Linked DNA regions of Mus musculus: region 1 is linked to region 2. A link is a contact called in public HiChIP or PLAC-seq data. All regions are on one chromosome and are shown on one strand. Each heading gives the region's core, a stretch centred on a gene start, on an enhancer-like site or on the middle of the called end of the contact. The rest is flanking DNA. Distances are from core to core; before and after follow the strand shown. Region 1 has its middle 7.1 kb from the start of Hmga1. Region 2 holds the start of Kifc5b (kinesin family member C5B).

Region 1 (2,700 bases), core at 33-2,532, 630 kb after region 2:
TTGACTTTGTTTTTTTTTTAAAGACTTGCTCATTTTATGTGTGTGAGTATTTTATGTTTGTGGGTTTGTTTTGGAAACAGGGTCTCACGGTGTAGCCCTGGCTGGTCCAGAACTCACTATGTAGACCAGATTAACCTTGTAAAGACCAAGTGGGTTGGGATTAAAGCTTGGGACTGCCTATTGCTTTTAGATTTTTTTGCCACAATCCTCCTGCCTCAGTTTCCTAAGTGCTAGGATTGTGTGTGTGTGTGTGTGTGTGTGTGTGTGTGAGAGAGAGAGAGAGAGAGAGAGAGACAGACAGACAGACAGACAGACAGAGACAGAGACAGAGACAGAGAGAGAGACAGAGAGAGACCACATCTAAACATTCTAGAAGCCACAACAAAATGTAAAAAAAAAAAAAAAAACAACAACAACAAAAAAAAAAAAACCTGAAATCACCTCACGGAGCAGGAGGCAGATACCCTAGCTGGTGAACCTGCATGGCAGGAAGAGAGACCTGCACCTGAATCCATCGTCCTGGAGGCTACACATCCAGCAGCTCCCTCCTCAAGTACAATAAAGGGTCACATGTTGGGGGAGGGGCTGGCCCTATGTGCTGGCCAGGGCAGTGGGGACAGCATCACAGGAGGACTGGCATCCCTAGAGCCCTCAGCTTTGACCTGATCCTTGCTGGGCCCATTCCCTTCTCTAAATGATGTGTGTGTGGGGGGGGGGGTGTCCCAAAACAACACGGTCCCCCAGGAGATTTATCCCACCTCACCAGCTGCCTGAGACACCCACACCAAGGACGGCCTAAGATGCCCCAACCTCCACCCCCACCATGGCCCCTGGACCTCTCACCCGTCCTTTGTGAGATGCACTAACTCTTGGGTCTCAGCCTGACTGTATGACTGCTGAGATCTTAGGAAGGGAGGTACATTTCCAGGGGAGGCCACCCTTTTCAGACGGACCTTGTGTGAGCCGGGACATCAGGTGGGCAACCTCAATCCATCTCTGTGGGAACATGTCCTTTTTCTGCTCTGTCTTCCGGCAGCAGATCCTCTGGAAGAGGAGCCCATCTGAGCAGTAGGCTGGAGGGGCAGGCTCCTGCCAAACAAGAGAGACCATTGTTGGTAGGGGGCTTTGAGTCTTTTTTACATCAGTTCTACCAACCCAGGAATTCTCTGATGGTCAGCACCTAGCCCCTCCTTGGGGGCCCCTGAGCTCGCTCAGGGCTGAGGCTGCTGCCAGACTAGAGGTGGGGGATGGGAACACGCCCCAAAGGACAAGGACAAAGGCAGCAGAGGGGCATGAGCTTCAGTGGCAGAGCGCACATGCTCCTCACCCAGGCCTGGGAACTGGCAGGGCACCCTGGATGGTGACCCAGAAACCTGGCTGTCAGCGGCTCCCGCCTAGCACTGCCCCCAAGAACTGGAATGGCTGGCCAGTGTCAGCATGACTATCTCGGGATTCTCTGTTCACCCCACCAGATGATTTAGGGCTGTAGAGGATCCCCAGTGCGAGTTAACCCACGCCTAGAGCCCACTGCCTGCTCCCAGGAGATTTTATCTTGGCGAGCCACTGATGTGTGGTGCTGTGGTTAGGTCCCTAGAAAGGAGAATGCAAAGAGGCTGCCTGAGCCAGTCTCAAGGGAGACTGGGTCCTGGAAGTCACAGTGAGCCCTGCAGTGGGGACAGGCCTGGCAAGCACAGGATGGATGAAGACCAGGAAGATGGGAAAGCAGGGCTCTCTGCTGCCCGCTCCAGGCTAGATTCCAGGCCAACTTCACAGCTCCAGCCCCCACCCCCATCTCCTACCAGGAGCTAGCTCCCCTCCCTTATGCCCACCCCCAGCTACCTACCTCCTCCAGCCCTCAGGAGGCCTTCAGCCCACCCATCCATTCACCAGACTTACACTCACAGTTAGGCCTTGGGCCTGGTGTCCAGCTTGCTGGGGTTGAAGATGAAGAAAACCAAGCCTAGGAGGTTAATAAATCCCCTGGAGTGTGCTCACTGCCCCGCCCCACAAGACCTGCTGGTCCCTCCACAACCACCGTGCTCACTCCCTAACACTTGCCTCTTGTTTGACTACACAACGTTTTTGTGCTTCTACAACCTGATTGGTAGACACCCTACACACACACACATATCCAGGCCACATATCCCCAAACAGAGACCAGGACTGTTTTCTCAACCCTGAGAAAGGTTTCAAGGTGGCCTGGGGTCCCCAGTCTAGGAAATACACGGGCTCTGAATTCAATAGGTGGCTGGTACCTCTACAAGCTCCTTTGGGCCAAAGGAAAAGTATTTGATCTTCAAAGATCTCACTCAGTCAGGCATGGTGATACACTACTTTCTTCTTCTTCTTCATCTTCCTCTTCTTCCTCTTCCTCTTCTTCCTCCTCCTCCTCCTCCTCCTCCTTCTTCTTTTTTTTTTTTTTTTTTTTCTGAGACAGGGTTTCTCTGTGTAGCCCTGGCTGTCCTGGAACTCACTCTGTAGACCAGGCTGACCTCGAACTCAGAAATCCGCCTGCCTCTGCCTCCCAAGTGCTGGGATTAAAGGCATGTGCCACCACCCGGCGGCAGTCAGTGCTCTTAACCACTGAGCCATCTCTCCAGCCCCAAGTGATATACCTCTTAAATTCCAACACTGGGGGGGGGGGGTGCAGAGACAGGTGGGTCTCTAAGTTCAAGGCCAGCCTGACACAGAGAAACCCTG
Region 2 (2,812 bases), core at 116-2,615:
AACAGGTTTCAGTAGAAGACAAACTCATATTCTATCACACAATAAAACTTTTGCTTTTTTTCTAGAAAGTCACTAGGGAAATACTGTCTAGTTTAAAATTATAACCAGTTTGTAAAATTATAACCAGAAATTTTTTAGTGTTCCCTCATTAACATTTGTAGACTTGGAAACATCTCAAGTAAGAGGGCTGTAGATTTACAACTTGGTGTCAAGAAACATACTGTTTATTTACCCAGTTATGTATGTATGTGTGTATGTATGTATGTATGTATGTATGTATGTATGTATGTATGCAGGTATGCATGTGTGTATTTCTTTATTTAAGACAGGGATTCTCTACAAAGCCCTGGCTGCCCTGGAATTTACTTTGTAGACCCGGTTGGCCTTGAACTCAAGAGATCTGTCTGCCTCTGCATTCTGAGTACTGGGAACTGGGATTAAAGGTGTGTGCCACCAAGCCTGGCTTATAGTTTTGTTTTGATTTTTTAATCTAAAAGATTGTTTATTGACCTGGGCATGGTGGCACAGGGTAGCCCTGGCATCTCTAAGTTCAAGGCCAGCCTGTTCTACAAATAGAATTCCAAGACAATCAGGGCTACACAGAGAAACCCAATCTCGAAAAAACAAAATAAATATATAATTTATGTTATTTATATATATTATATATGCTTATATATAATAGGTATTATTGAGTATATATTATGTATATGTGTAAAGATATGTTTATGTATATAATACATATTGTTTATGTATAATATATATTATTGGAGGCAGGAGGGGCACAGAAAACTTTGTGGCGAATTAGTTCTCACCTTCCACATTATATGAGTTTCAGGGATAACCAGTTTGCTATCCTCCCGGACCTGCTCTAGACTTATGACTTTATTACATCTCCAGATATGGGCTCCAATTTTTCTTTTACTTTTTTTCTTTTTTGAGGACAGGTCAGCGCCATCAACCAGCTCCCACTTTTCGGACCTGAGAAAGCGGACCAAGAGCAACCTCGGTTTAACAGTCTCCAGTCTACAGGTTTGTCGAGGAGGTGTGCAGGTTCAGCAGCAGCCGCTAGGTGGCGCTCGCTCCGCCCCGACACCGCTCAGGCACCTTTGCACATGCGTATTGCCTCCCCCACGCCACTCCTCCACACACGCGCACTTCTGACGCAACCAGAGGCCTAGCTCCGCGCTCCGGAGGGGGAGAGGGAGAAATAAGGAAGAGCGGATCCGGAAGTAGGATCCAAGGGGTCTAGTTCTCTTGCTCCGGCGGACTAGAAGAGTCGCGACTCAGGGGGCGTGGCCCCGGAGGCGGAGGGCGCCGTGATTGGCTCGCGACCGCAGCGCCGGCGCGGATTGGCCTCTGCGGATTGAAGTGCGTTGACTGCGCGGAGGTTGAAATTCAAAAGTGACTGGTGTGGCGGATTGGCTTGGCCGATTGGCCTGGCGAATTGGCCTGGCTCCGACGTTTTGCGGCGCGAGCCCTTGAGAGGACGCGGGTCTCGTCACCCTGCCTGCTGCCTTTGCATCCCTTCCTGTGCGGACCACCATGGACGTGCAGGCGCAGGTGAGTGCGGCGGTGACGGCCTGGCGCCAATAGCGGAGGACGCAGGCCGGCCGCCCGGAGACCCGAGTCCCGGGGACAGGTCGGGGCAAGCCGTCCTGCAGGGGAGGGTCGCACCGCCTCGCGCCCAGGACACCAGCGGCCGAGTCAGTGAGGGCACACACACACACACACACACACACACACACACACACACACACACGGCGAGGTCCCAGGACAGTCGCTGCGACGTTGGTCCGCCATTCCAGTCGTGCAGGCGCTACCATCCCGTGTCCCTTATCCCCCTCCAGCATTTCCCATTTCGAATTCTCAAGCGGATTCGACATGTTTGTGCTTCTCAGTTCTTGCAGATCGCCTTGTGGGAGAAGCGAGGGTTCTGAGAGAAGCCTTGTCGCTTGTCCGCAAAGTACATTTCTTGCTGATATCCTGTTGTGTTGCTGCTGGATCGAGATAGAGGAAGGGGAGAGGAGAAATGGGGGCATCGGCCCAGAGGATCCTTATTCCCTCGCCTGCCTCTTCCTTTTGCTCATTTGGACTGCTGACTAGTTTATGGGGGTGCCCTTCTCCACCACAAGCATCTGAGGCGTATGTGTGTGGTAATTAATGGACTGATCTCTCTGGTGTCAGGAAAGACCGGCCTGCATTCTTTGTTTACCAGCATTTCAGTCTAGACTGACTCACAGTCGGTGTTCAGCTTGAAGAGACTTTCTGGTATACTCACAGCCAAAAGGGAGAGCACTGCACTGTGACAGGTGACAGTTAAAAAGTAAAATAGTTTTTCTCAGATTTGTTCCTGCAGTATTTGCCAAGCATCTTCTGGCCCTGCACAGCTGTACTTATGTAGGAGACAGGAGTCCTAGCTACCAGTGAGCTGACAGTCCCTGGGGAGACAGACATAATACAATTTGTATCTCTATTGGGAGGGAGTGAAGGACTGTAAAGGTTCAAGCAGATGGAAGGGGAAGAAGAAAGCTAGGAGGAGCAACATTAAGGTACGAGTTAAAACTGGAAGGAAGAGGTCTGTGGTGCAGTGCTAGGGAGCATCCAAGAAACACACCTGGGTCTATAATCCCCTGAACCAAAAGCAACAAACCATCCTGAGGTCCGTTGTGCACCTGAGGTCACCTGTGAGGAGGCTCAGACCAGAGCTTGGAGATTCAGGCCATTGATACATTGTCTCCAAAAAAAAAAAAAAAAAAAAAAAAAAAAAAAAAAGAGGAAAACAAACCCAAAAGAAGCAATATATATTTGATCT

Evidence for each region. HiChIP or PLAC-seq counts read pairs in DNA pulled down with a chosen protein or histone mark.
Region 1: an H3K27ac HiChIP or PLAC-seq map of large pre-B cells shows a contact between it and region 2, with 5 times the contacts expected there. The contact joins the enhancer-like site here to the promoter of Kifc5b in region 2. A contact is called at or near these places in 2 of 39 promoter capture datasets (embryonic stem cells and hippocampal neurons) and 3 of 115 datasets of contacts at active chromatin or transcription factors (astrocytes, epiblast stem cells and large pre-B cells).

Annotation. Positions count from the first base shown.
Region 1 is chr17:27,548,104-27,550,803 of GRCm38.p6, forward strand. No RefSeq gene overlaps it. Among named protein-coding and RNA genes, the nearest start is that of Hmga1, 7.1 kb to the right of the region's middle. Within about 2 kb of position 1,283, at least 26 of the 459 cell types and tissues checked have an H3K27ac peak or open chromatin away from gene starts, as enhancers often do.
Region 2 is chr17:26,915,726-26,918,537 of GRCm38.p6, forward strand. Kifc5b (kinesin family member C5B) reads left to right here and starts at 1,366. Exons shown (of 11, transcript NM_053173.2): 1 at 1,366-1,560. The coding sequence starts at 1,543.